Regions from separate parts of the Danio rerio genome. Here all the other regions are linked to region 1. A link is a contact called in public Hi-C and HiCAR-type data. All regions are on one chromosome and are shown on one strand. Each heading gives the region's core, a stretch centred on a gene start, on an enhancer-like site or on the middle of the called end of the contact. The rest is flanking DNA. Distances are from core to core; before and after follow the strand shown.

The links. A called contact is a pair of places that touch in the nucleus more often than the background predicts. HiCAR-type assays count read pairs that join an accessible place to other places.
Region 2: a contact with region 1 is called in a HiCAR-type map of caudal fin, with 18 times the contacts expected there. The contact joins the promoter of fto here to the promoter of irx5a in region 1. A contact is called at or near these places in 1 of 18 Hi-C or Micro-C datasets (caudal fin) and 1 of 4 datasets of contacts at active chromatin or transcription factors (caudal fin).
Region 3: a Hi-C map of embryo shows a contact between it and region 1, with 5 times the contacts expected there. The contact joins the enhancer-like site here to the promoter of irx5a in region 1. A contact is called at or near these places in 3 of 18 Hi-C or Micro-C datasets (caudal fin and embryo) and 2 of 4 datasets of contacts at active chromatin or transcription factors (caudal fin and embryo).

The regions. Positions count from the first base shown.
Region 1 is chr7:35,819,710-35,824,372 of GRCz12tu, reverse strand. It overlaps irx5a (iroquois homeobox 5a), which reads left to right and starts at 2,853. Exons shown (of 3, transcript NM_001045227.1): 1 at 2,853-3,378; 2 at 4,411-4,663. The coding sequence starts at 3,136.
Region 2 is chr7:36,447,892-36,452,554 of GRCz12tu, reverse strand. It overlaps fto (FTO alpha-ketoglutarate dependent dioxygenase), which reads left to right and starts at 2,211. Exons shown (of 10, transcript XM_001345874.9): 1 at 2,211-2,280. The coding sequence starts at 2,239.
Region 3 is chr7:36,377,956-36,382,618 of GRCz12tu, reverse strand. fto (FTO alpha-ketoglutarate dependent dioxygenase) reads left to right here. Exons shown (of 10, transcript XM_001345874.9): 7 at 882-1,001. Among named protein-coding and RNA genes, the nearest start is that of fto, 70 kb to the left of the region's middle. Within about 2 kb of position 2,663, at least 4 of the 62 cell types and tissues checked have an H3K27ac peak or open chromatin away from gene starts, as enhancers often do.

The DNA of each region.
Region 1 (4,663 bases), core at 1,604-4,103:
TGTTTAGAATTTCAATTGGCTTCCAAGTGGCAAAACCCCTTAGCTAATACATCAAAGAATATTTGGCGTCAACTAATCGGTTTAGGGCAGATTTGAAGTGGCTAAAATCCGTTTGAGGGGGACACAGAGAGAGGTAGTGTACACGTTACCGGCTGCCCACTGCTGTCAGGAGAGACACGCCTAACCTTGTGCCTCGAGGAAACCTGTCCTGCACTTCGCGTTAACTAACTTTGTTTAACCAGCCCATTCTGCGCGCGAACGCGAGAAGCAATTAGTCTGCTACAATAGATAATGCTTTCTAATAATAGTTTCTAAATCCAAATTAAATTACGTCGTTTCCCTCAGGCATTTTGGTGGAAAAGCACCACTTGAAATAGGCTATACCTCCCCCCCCACCACCACTTTTTTGTCGTCCCCGTTATATTTCGTTTGACATATTGCACTATTGTGCGATGATTCAGACTCATGCATATCTGCACGCCTTATTACAAACATGCATAATTGGAAACATAAGCGTCCGTCTTAAAACAAGCAAAGAGAATAACTTGCACATCACAGAGAGCGCGTATCCTAACATAAGCCTACACCTCCCCTTGCCGTCCAGTCTGGGAGTTCACGGGAGCAGTTCGGGAAAATAAGGCTGCAACTATTTCCCACTATGTCCCCCTTTTTACACATCAAAAGCGCAGTGTTCAACTATTCGTTCACTTTCGAAATTTGTTTAAGGAGGCTATTATAAGGAGAATGTCATTTAGTTAAATAAGTAGTTTCCTACCTTTCTGCCAGCGCGTGTGGAGTGTGACTACTCCCTGCTGCATTTCTATTTCCATGCTTTCTTTCATTCACCCCTCCACTATCGCTAAACAGGCTGCTTATCGAATCCTATTGGTGAAGAGGAACTCATTACTGCCGATAATACTCTATCAATGAATATTGACGTCATTTAAATGCTACTCCTGGGTATCCTTGGATACCGATACACTATTTAAAGGTGACTGTGCAATGGACACATCCACTGTGCTTCAGTAAATGAAAGAAAGAAAGAAAGAAAGAAAGAAAGAAAGAAAGAAAGAATAATGTTTTTTATATTTAAAGATAAATAAATACAAGGTATATGGAGTTTTATAATAATTAATTGTTATAAAAGCGATCATTATTTAATTTCAGCATTACAATATGTCGAAAAATAACCCATATCCTTCTTGTTCCTCAAATGAATTTTAGTAATGTATATGCACTCGCGGGTGGTGCAGATACAACACAAACATATTCAATATCGCAGTCGACAACGCGGAGTTTCGCACTTCTCCAGTTTGTTTTGCTTTGAACTTAACATTTGTCCACTGAGTTTGAGCGTCATCATTCTTCACTCTTGAGAGAGCAGTAGCACGTGACCTCATGCACACACTCTGTAGAAGCGCCTACAGCGATCCCTTTCGGCTCACAAAGACTTTAACAAGTGAGCCAGATCATTGACTTTACTTATTTGTTTAGATTAAGCTTTTTATTATTATTTATGATTAGTATTGTATGCATTCACCGGCTTACCTGGCAATAGGGGAAATATATGGTAAATAATGCTAAATTAATAATGCAACTTTGTGGCCAATTTCACCACTTGTGTGAATGCTTGTGTACGGCATTTAAATTAAGAAAATAATGATGAACATGGCATTCAATTCAGCTTGCTCTTTTATTAAGTTTCTCAGTTATGTTTATTTGTTGATTATCGGATTAGTACAAAATGCATTTTAGCTACCTAAACTAATATATCTCCATTGTTAACATGGACGCACACAATTTAGTTTGACGGCAAACAGAATAAAATGCACGAAGAGATCTTCCACCGCAGAGGAATATATCTGTTTGAATCAAAGGGGCTTAGAGCCCCTGGTCGTGGTGGATTTGCCGTGGTTCATATGGTCTTAATCTGTCTGCGCTTGGGGCTTTGGTGTAAAGGAGAAGAAGATCTGGTTTGTTCCGGGATCTAAGGCGAAAACTGTCCAGCGGACAAATCAGTTAACACCTGTCAAAAGTTACTTCTTCACTTTCTTACCGCTGAGAATTGATCTAAGCGCGCATGCAGTCTTTGTTAACAGCTTTGTTTCTGTAAAAAGAAAACACATAGCGATATGTTTATAGGGTAAAATTAAGCAATATAATCTCCCTCTCCAAAAAGTCTCCATAATTTACAAAACCAAAGAACACAACGTCAAAACCTGCCCGCGTTCAGCTGACACGACGGCTCGATGCATTACCGACTGTCGCGTCTTCTTAGTAAAATTATAGATATCTACACGCGTCAAACAAGCGCACAATGAACGCTCAGAACCGAGCTGGGTGAAGAGCTGCAAACAGTACTTGTAGCGTCTCCTGTTGTATCTGGCAAGCCGTCCCAGGAAGATAACAGTCCATTTGGTATTAATCGTGTGAAAATGAAAGCTTCGTCTATTTAGAAAATGAGGAAAGTTGAAGTTGATGCACTGGCTCGCATGAGACCGCCATCCAGGGGCTGTAGCTGCTCAGTCTAAGGCAATGAGGCTTGTTAGAGACAAAAATAGGGGGATAGCGGGGGAGATTGTTAGTGAGTGCCAGGGTACGAATGCTGTGTGTGTGTGTGTGTGTGTGTGTGTGTGAGTGAGAGAGAGAGAGAGAGAGAGAGAGAGAGAGAGAGAGAGAGAGAGAGAGAGAGAGAGAGAATCGATTCAGGCTGGGCTGCTGTAACCCAGCTCCAGTTTGCCTTTTCTTTCGATGACTACACCCCGAGAGGAGGAGCGAGAGGCTCATAGTAGGCGTCAGAATCCTCAGTTTTCAACTTAGCATCCTGGCAGGACACTCTCCGAAGCAAAGCCCCATCTGAGAGCAAAAAACTTGTCCCGCGCGCTCGGCATGAGAGTCACAGAGCGCTCAGAGGGTGAGAGAGCGCCTCGAAAATCCGCGAGCGAGTCTGACAACGACTGATTAACGAGTGTGAAGTCTATGCAATCGTCGTTCTCTTTAATTTCCATCACTGCTAGACGCGAGGAGGACAGGACGGAGGTCTGTTTACTCGGAACTCTATGAGCGAGCGCGGCGAGCGCGTGAGAGTTTGAGGGAGAAGAACTCAAGTGAGAAGCTTATATTTGGATCTTCACCATGGCGTACCCTCAGGGCTACTTGTATCAGCCATCCGCCTCTTTGGCACTCTATTCGTGTCCTGCCTACAGTACAAGCGTGATTTCGGGACCCCGGACAGAGGAGCTAGGGAGATCTTCCTCTGGCTCTGCTTTCGCTCCCTATGCCGGATCTACAGCGTTCACCAGCGCCTCGCCAGGCTACAATTCCCATCTCCCGTACAGTGCTGATGCGGCCGCCGCTGCTACTTTCACCTCTTATGTGGTGAGTGCGCTTTTTACTCTCTTGTTTAGTTTCTACTTCTGGAAAGTTGGCAAAATACATTTTTACGCTTCGTTGTTATTGATATTGTGCTGCACTAATCATTTGCGCAACATTTGCGGTTTTAGCAATCAAATATGCATTCGCGGAATGTGGCTGGGTTTCATGTCACTTTAAATCATAATGTAGTAAAATATTATTATTATTATTATTATTATTATTATTATTATTATTATTATTAATAATAATAATAAAGTGAAAAAACAAATTGTTTTCAAATAAACATTTGATAAAGTGCACGAGGATATTTTATTGAAAACAAATGCAAAGTATTAAATGCAAACAGAAAAAAACACGCACACATAATTTAAATTATTTACTGAAGGCAAAAGAACAACCATTTAACAATTGATGTTATTTATGTTGTCATTTGTGACAACGTGATTTCTTCAACTATTTGGTCTGTGATGAATATTTCTGATATCAAAGAGAATAAATTATCAGTTGTTCCAATTTGTCTCAGGCGTGTATTTAGTCAAATAAGCTACTTAAAGGAAACATGTTTTACCGGCTATTTAAATGTGGGTTGCGCACACGTAGGCCAGCTCTGGTCAACACGCTGTCAGATGACCCTACATAAAGCTGTAACTTCTAATTAGCTGGCTAATCTGAAAATAAACATAGTCAAAAGTCAGTAAAGCTGTCGAAATGAGATTTATGATCATTAACAAAGAAGGGGGATTTGGAAAGAAAGTTGTAAAAATGTATTTTACAGTCATTCTTTTTGGGTGAAATGAGGCATCTAGCCAAAATTAAACGATAAAATACGTGACCCCGCGGCCTTGTACTTACAATTTCGATTAATTAGACGTAAAGTGTGTACATGTGGCATGCATGTGTGTGTGCGTAAGTGTGTGTGTTTGTTTATGCTGGCTTTTGAGTGTTTGTGTAAGCGATTTGAAAGCAATCCTGCATTGTGCGCAGGTGTCCAAAGTGATATTTTGCTAATGAAACAATTGGTTTGGCTCTTTGCAGAGCTCACCTTATGACCACACGACAGGCATGGCCGGGTCTATAGGGTATCATCCTTATGCTGCTCCCCTGGGCTCGTACCCGTATGGAGACCCAGCTTACCGCAAGAATGCTACCCGGGACGCCACAGCTACTTTGAAAGCTTGGCTTAACGAGCACCGGAAAAACCCGTACCCCACCAAAGGCGAGAAGATCATGCTGGCCATCATCACTAAAATGACCCTCACTCAAGTGTCCACCTGGTTCGCCAACGCCA
Region 2 (4,663 bases), core at 962-3,461, 630 kb before region 1:
AAGGCAAGGCTAAACCTCAGGAGAGTAGAAACAGTGGCTAAGCTGCTCTGTTTCAACTCAGCTATATTATTTCACCTAATTACGGTGTAATCTTATCTTATTAATTTACACTCTGATGTTAATTAGCCCATTGTCAAAACAAACTGCACCCACGTGCAATCACTGGGTCACATTGGCTTCAAGACAATCATAATTATATCTGATTGTAGGAGGACGGTGTGTTTTAATTGGGCCTTTAATATAAAATATATATTTTGGCGAAATCTGATTCATATGTTCAAATTAAATTATCTTTTTTTATATCAAGTGTCAAAATTTTACAAAACCTAGTCCCAATAATGTTTAGAGTTCTTCTTGAACATTACTGAACACACATACACACACTAAATGGCTTGATAACCAGTTTCAAGGTTTACCACTGTCACACCGCCAAAATTTTCTGTTATACTGTACCTACAGTTTATTTAAGCTTTTATGACTATTTCATTACATTTTTTAGGGTTACAGACAGGCCTGGATTAAGAATTCAGAGAATTTATATAATATAATAGGCCCCTGGGCACAATGTCTTGAAGGCCCCCTACCTAGCCGCACACTTATACCATCATAGTTGAATTAAAAAATAAGATTAATATAATTTTTTAAAAATAAAATTAATCTATAATGTATTGCCCGCATTTTTTAAATAAATGATATGCTGTACATATATTTCATGTCCACAAAGATATAATTTATTTTTTAAAGCATTTAAAGCATACTTTGATAAAAAAAAATACTAATACAACTAGTAAAAATTAATGGATTTTAATTTACTTGTTCAAGTTCACCGAAGCAGTAATAAATGTATATTTTAAGGATTCCCACTTGTCTTCCTAATGATTCCTAATGAGTAGGCAAAATCTGATATGTAGTGGGGGAAAAAAGAAGAACTTGTTCATAAGACGCTGGATTCGAAACCGGGTTCATAATCGATCACGTCAAAACATGTTGCCATGCGCTTTACGAGCGACGCCACTCACGCTGCTGTCTGTGGTTATGTTGTCTCTGTCAATCAAACGGTGATGGGCGTGAATTGCTTGACTAGCTTACTCCAACAAGCTGCGCTAATTGCATTTAGCCTAAACAGACACTCCAAAATTGACAATTTTTTCCCCCTCGCAGGGGCCTCTAGTGCGCACGGGTACCTGAGCCTGTGCCCATAATGCCCATTGGTTAATCCGGCTCTGGTTACATTATCTCCACATCAAAAGCTATCGGTCAGCCCACGATTCAACATCTGAAAAACAAATCGCTTATAAGCCAACATCCAAGCATGCTAAGAGCTGAGCAGTGCAGTGCCTTTATACACAAAGAAAAGAAAGATCTCCAAAGTGTTTTTAAAAGTAACGAAGACAGCAGAGGTCAGTGATTTATTTTAATTATTTAGTTTGAGATGTTTACTGTGCCAAGATATTTTAAGTGTTTATCAAAAAAAATTGTGTTTATATAATATATATATATATATATATATATATATATATATATATATATATATATATACACACATATATATATATAAACAATGTTTAAGTACACTGACATGTACAAACATATTTACCATAATATATAAATATCTGTGAAAATGGCCTAATGTATTTATTTGTATAGCCTACTCTTGATGTACTTTCAAAGCCTGGTCTCAATAACAAAAGCAATGATATAGTTTTAACATGTCATAACATGAAATGCTTATATACTGTATATCTAAAAGACAAGAGAATAATACCTGAGCACTTTTCATGTGCTGCATTTCTATTACTCACAGCAGGGTACCTCCATAAGCTATTAATATGCACTTTCTGTATATTTAGTACATAATTCCTTCAATTCGCTAAAAATATGACTTCAAGAATGCAAGAGCACACTATTTCAAACTCGCCACTTTACCACAAGTGAGAAGCACCTATATCCACTTCCGGTTTGACTCAAATTTCAAGCGTGGCTTTCCTGGCGCAAGGATTCTGGGAAACGTAGTTCTTAACGTAATACTGGGAAGGACCTAAAGAACAAGACGCTGACATAAAACAACAACACGCCGTTTATTGCCATGCACGTGTCATACACCATTATAAACATTGCTTATTTCATATTTAAATCTACTCACTATAATTTCACAAGAAAACGGCACACTTCTCAAGACTACATAACCCAGCGCTGCGCGCTATGAAACCGAGGCAGCGTAAACAGTACTTCAGGAACATGAAAAGATCGGATGACAGTGAGAGGGAAAAGAGGAGAAAGGTATCGCTTGTAGTTTTCTCTCAGTTCGCCAAGCAGCACATGTAGTTGTGGAGTTTATAAGCCACCGTTCAGTGCGTCCGCGGCGGTATTGCATGCGCTGGTTGGTGCTGTGTGTTCATTTGAAGTGCGCATGTGATGCTGCTGTTTGCTCCTGTAATGTTTCCATTCTTTTATCGGAGGAGTTTTGCCTCTTTGAGCACACAGCCGTCCGGCACGCGAGTGTGTGTTAAGGCACCGCGCAGGGGGAGTGTTTTCTCATGACTGCCACACTCTGACTTTGCTTGAACGGGCTGTGTGGCGGCGTTACAGTGTGTTCAGTGATGGTGGTAATGAATGAAGTCGAGAGGAGATGTGAGACTAGTCCAGGTGTCTGTCACTCTCTGAAGGTGTCTCTGCTGAACCCATTGTTTCTAGTTTATTTCAGAATGAAGCGCATGTGTTGGGTTTACACCTGTTTTCTGACTAAACACATGATTCACATATGAGCTTGGGCTGGAAATGAAACGGTTGTGTTTATAATTTAGCATATACAGATTGATGTTGTTGTGCAGCTGTGTTTATCTGAACTTGTTGCTTTTCAGTGTGTCATTTTTGTTAAGCATTATGGTTTGAAGCTTTTTGACCCTGAACGTTTAGGCAGTCATTTATTTGGTTTTATACCAACATAAACAATGAGAGGCTGATTACATGGTGCAGGTCTTACAAATAACTACCTTAGACAAAGAGCACACAGCTTGTTGCATTCCATTCAAGGTATACATTTAGTCAGTTTGTGCATTCATGAGAATCAATTCTATCAAGCCTCGATATTGATGTTGATGCAATAGCCAGAATCAAGCAGGCTTTTAAATAGCCCTATTATAAGTAGACTCAGTAGGTAAGAAATTAACCAGGCAGGGCAGAATATACATCGAAAGTGAGTTCTTTATTAGTAAAAGTTTTAAAGTTTTTAGTATTAGTAAAAGTTTTAAAGTTAACTACCTTTTGCTACATTTTATGTCAGTTTCGGGTAATTTTTTATTTATTGGGTAAAGTCCTGTACAACTGTTACACAAATCATTCCCATGAGGAAGTGTGTGGTTTAACATGCTGTCATATTTAAAGATTTATACCTGTTCCTGAGAAGTTGATTCGTAAATTTCGGATGTTCTCTACAGTCAAAATGCTTTTGTTTGAAAATCAAAATACACATAATAGTGTGTTGGTTTTGCATTTCAAGAGAGCGTACTGCTTGCATAGTTCATGCCATATTCAGACTACTTAAAATCAACTTTGCTTTAGTCTGTTTGATGTAGTGTGTTGTGGTGATTTGTAAACATCTGGTGTTACAACACAAAAAAACTCCATCAATTGACGAAAGTGAAGGGGAAATAAAAAACTTAAACAGAGAAACCAGGCTCAGTTGGGCATGACCATTTCTCATCTGGCCGAACTTCTTGAGCAGAGTTGCAGTCTACGCTGGAGGCTGGAGAACAATACTGCTGCTGATATTGCTGCTGATGCGTGTAATAATGCTACATGTACAGAGTAAAGGTTGATTATTTCTAATGAGAAGACAGCCAGTGCAAAAGACACTTTGCCTTCTCAATGATATCTTGCATGTTGTTAAAGCGATGTTTAGTTGGAAAGCAACATTTACAATAGTGCTGCATGATATTGGAAAATTCTCACATTGCAGTATTTTGTTTTTCTGCGAAATTTATTGCAATATGAATAGAATTATTTCACCAAATCACTTGACTAGCTCAATTTGGAAAGAACCCATAATTTCATATTCATTGGTATTATATTGTAGGCCAGATAATCTTCATAATTTAATTAATACATTTTTGATGAGTCTAACTGTATTTGAGTATAAGTTGAACAATTAAATGTAAGCAAATAAAACTGCATAGACTTCATTCCATTAAAGTGAAATGCATTGAATTTTTATTGTTATAAGTACTTGTACTTGGTTATAGGCCTTTAAAACAAAGCAAACAAGCATTCTTTCACTCCATTAGGGTTAAGCTTCACAATCACTCAACAATATGGTTATTGATCACTGGTCAGTTATAATGCGACTAAAGTTTTTGAATAAACTGAAGCTCAACTTGACATTACAGATGTGGCTATTGCGAATGATCGCATTGTGATATCGATGGTGAAATGATATATTGTGCCGACCTGATATACAGTATTCTGACATGTTTTGTCTTGTCCATGACATGTCAAGTTTTTACAAATATTACATGATCTTATTTAGTGGCTATTGTAAAAGAAACAAAATCATTTGTGAACCTGACTTTTACATTGTGGTTACCAATACATTTTAACTTGTGTGAATGTGCTATGTTGTATCCACTAGTCGGTGAAGTTGAATTATTAGTAGTTCTGTCAGCAA
Region 3 (4,663 bases), core at 1,414-3,913, 560 kb before region 1:
ACTCATCAAACTTGCCACTTACACTCTTGCGACATCAGAGACTTTTTTACATTTTGTAAAGAGGGGCATAATAGGTCCCCTTTAAATGCTTCTGTTACTGTATGCATGGCTATTTCTGTTTTTTTTTTTTTTATTTTTTTTTTTATTTTGCAAAATTAGTTATGCTAATACAAGCTCGCGGGGTGCAGTAAAACCAGTAAAAAAAAAAAACAAGAAATAATCTTTATCTCAAGAACAAATCCATATCTCTTATGAATCATTCAAATATCGGTGTCTGATGTGCTGTGTGCATCAAGACTAATTAAAAAGCTTAGCTTAAATGTGTGATTTATTCATTCATTCATTCATTTATTTTTCTTTGGCTTATTCCCTTTATTCATCAGGCGTCGCCACAGCGAAATTAACCGCCAACTTATCCAGCATAGGTTTTTCAGAGCGAATGCCCTTCCAGCCGCAACCCAGTACTGCAAAACATCCATACAAACTCATACACTACGCTCAATGTAGTTTATTCAATTTACATATAACACATGTCTTTGCACTTGGGGGTGGGGTGGGGTTTGGGGGGTTGGAACCGGAGCACCCGGTTCACACACAGAACTTCACACAGAAATACCAACTGACTTGAACCAGGAAACCTTCTTGCTGTCAGGTGGCTGTGCTAACCACTGAGCCACCACTGAGTTTCACACTTCATGAATTAAATGTATTGTTTGAGTTTTTGCCAGAACAACAGTACCAGTCTGTCCAACTAGCAATAGACAGAAAAAAATTGGGAAAAAATTGGAAACGTTCATATTTTTTTGCAGTTCATTGTGATGTCTCCAGCGGTGTGGAGACAGGCTGCAGCTTTAACATGTTGACCTGTGCTGCTCTTTTAGGTGGAGTTTGAGTGGCTGAGGCAGTACTGGTTCCAGGGCCGGCGTTACGCTCGATTCTGCAGCTGGTGGACTAAACCCATGGAGCAGATGGAGAAAGATTGGAAGGAAATGGAGAGAATGGTAAGAGAGTTGGAGTGAGGCCTCCAGATTTTTCGCTCAGTTCAGCGTCTGACACACAGCTTGCCAGTCGCAGTGTTTGTTTATGAAATGTTTTGGCTAATTTGATTCTGCTTTCTGCTACCACTTGTAACCTCAGCGCTGTTTAACACATTTTACATTTATTTAAATCCGCAGTTCATGTGGTGAATGTGAAACAAGTGTGCAGGTTCTGTGTGTGGCCGTCCAGACGACAAGAATGAGGGAGGCAGACAAATATGTACATGAGAGATTAGAACATTTGAATATGTAGTTTCTTTTATGATCATTTTATGTATATATAATTGAAAAAATGAAAATCCTTATCTGGAATATTATTATTATTATTGCTGTTATTATTATTATTATTATTATTATTATTATTATTATTATTATTGTTATTATTAATATTATTATTGTTATTATTATTGTTATATTATTATTATTATTATTATTATTATTATTATTATTATTATTATTATTATTATTATTATTATTATTATTGTTATTATTATTTTTGTTATTATCATTTTTATTATTATTGTTATTATTATTATTATTATTATTTTTATTATTATTATTATTATTATTATTTATTACTTTTATTATTATTATTATTATTATTATTATAGTTATTATTACTGTTATTACAATTATTATTATTATTATTATTATAATTGTTATTATTATTATTTTTAATTACTTTTATTATTATTATTATTATTATTATTAATATTATCATTATTATTCATTCATTCATTTGCTTGTCGGCTTAGTCCCTTTATTAATCCGAGGTCGCCACAGCGGAATGAATTGCCAACTTATCCAGCAAGTTTTTACGTAATGGATGCCCTTCCAGCCGCAACCCATCTCTGGGAAACATCCACAAACACATGCACACACACTCATACACAGCGGCCAATTTAGCTTACCCAATTCACCTGTATTGCATGTCTTTGGACTGTGGGTGAAACCGGAGCACCCGGAGGAAACCCACACTAACACAGAGAGAACATACAAACTCCACACAGAAAGGCCAACTGAGCCGAGGTTCGACCCAGCGACACCCCCCCCCCATTAGCAGTTGTATTAGTTAACACGTTGTACTTTTCATCCTCATATTTTAGCTGCGGTTGCTTAATGTAAGGAATATAACACAGGTGCTGTCTTTGTGGTGTCTGGGAAAGTAACCTTGAGGTATGTACTGTAGATAAACCTATCAAATGACTTTTTCCACTGAGGTTGGGAGATGTGCAGCTTGATATTTTCCGTTGTGCATTTATAGATGGCTTAAATTAATCACATCGCTGCAGTTAAGAAATAAAATGTGATTTATTTAAACCACATAATATTGTAGCTTGTAATAATTACTGGTCAAAGTTATTTTCTGCAGCCTTTAATTCAATTAAAAAAGAAAACAAGAAGGGACAAGAAGTTGTTGTTCTCGTCATAAACCTTCTGACCGCACTTGACCTCTTTAAGCAGGTCAGCATCCAGGCTTTCAGTACTGGACACACACAGTGGTTATTTACATCTAGGCCATCACAGCTGATCAGAACTGTCTGTTTGACACGTGTTTGGTCTCTATGCCTGTGTTTGTGTTCTCAGTGCTAAAGGGTCTTTCAGTAGGGGGCACTGTTGTATCATCACAGTCTGCCTGTTTCTCACTGCCCGTTTCGCTCTTTGAGCAGTAATCACATCTAATGTGCTGCTGGGGCTAAAGACAGCCTCTTGAGTGTGTGTGAGTGTGTGTGTGTGTGTGTGTGTGTGTGTGTGTGTGTGTGTGTGTGTGTGTGTGTGTGTGTGTTTGTGTGTGTGTGTGTTTGTGTGTGTGTGAGAGAGAGAGAGAGAGAGAGAGAGAGAGAGAGAGAGAGAGAGAGAGAGAGAGAAAGAGAGAGAGAAGGGGTGAGACAGTCTCAGATGAGATACCAGTTTTCCTTCTGTTTCCAGAAACAGTTTAATAGTGCTGACATTCACCTGTGTAATAGGGTATATTTTAGTTTCTGTGTATAGCATTTAGTATATATATATATATATATATATATATATATATATATATATATATATATATATATATATATATATATATATATATATATATATATATATATATATATATATATTTATTTATTTATTTATTTATTTATTTATTATTATTATTTTTTTTTAGTAATTTTTTTGGTAAAATATTTATTAGTGACAAAAGTGGACACGCACAACAATAATCCAATATCGGTATAAATTATATAAATGTGTATGATTTCCCATTATCCTTTAAACAAGTTTTGCTAAGTTGTATTAAAATATTTTCAATGTAATACTTTGTGTATTATAATAATAATAATAATAATAACAAAAAATAAATAACAACAACTATTATTATTAGTATTATTTTTATTATTATTATTATATTTTTTTGTTGTTGTTTTACAAATGTTATTCAGAAGGCCGTCAGAACATTTCACAAATATAAGGACATTTTATGTTCACTGTTTTTAAAGTAGACACTATACTTACATTTACTATGCTTTTAAAGCATATTGTGTATTTTATTGTATATTGTACAATTAAGTTGCACCGAGACCATACAGTTGAAGTCTGAATTATTAATTCCCCTGTTAATCCCCCCCCAATTTCTGCTGAATGTAGAGAAGATTTCTTCAACATATTTTTAAACATAATAGTTTTTATAACTCATCTATAATAACTGATTTCTTTTATCTTTGCCATGATGACGGTAAATAATATTTGACTTGATATTTTTCAAGATACTAGTATTCTTAAAGGGCACTTTTAAGCCTTAACTAGGTTAATTAGGTTATCTAGGCAGGTTAGGGTAATTAGGCAAGGCAGGTTAGGGTAATTACGCAAGTTATAGTATAATGAGGTTTGTTCTATAGACTATCCAACAAATATATAGCTCAAAGGGGCTAATAATTTTGACCTTAAAATCTTTTTAAAAAAATTCAAAACTGCTTTTATCCTAGCTGATATAAAACTTTCTCCAGAAGACAAAATATTATTAGACTTACTTTTACCTTGCTCTGTTAAACATCATTTGGGAAATATTTCTATTATATAAATATAAATATAATAATAATAATAAAAAATTATATATATATATATATATATATATATATATATATATATATATATATATATATATATATATATATATATATATATATATATATATATATATATATATATATATATATATATATATATATATATTATTTTACCACAAGAAAAATCTAGGAAGTTTATTTTTAATGTATCTCATTATATAATCTATTTTATTAAGCATAATAAAAGCATTTTAATCACATTTTTATTTACATTTCCTCATCGGTAATTCTTAAAATCCCACCTTTCAGAAAAAATATTCATAGATGTATATTTCAAATTGAGTGTGCATTTAGTTTAACCTGATCTAGGCGTTTATGCGTTTTATTAGTTGTACAAATATTGAATTGGTAGAATTGTTGGAGCTTGAATAAACCTCTCGTGAATGTGAAAGCGCTTTATAAAATAAATACTCATTTGAATCCCTAATATCTGATATTTTCATGGCTGATTTAAATTCGTTTAAGTATGATTTCAGCCGACAGTCATGGCATTTAACAGAGACATGTGTTTTTCTAGAT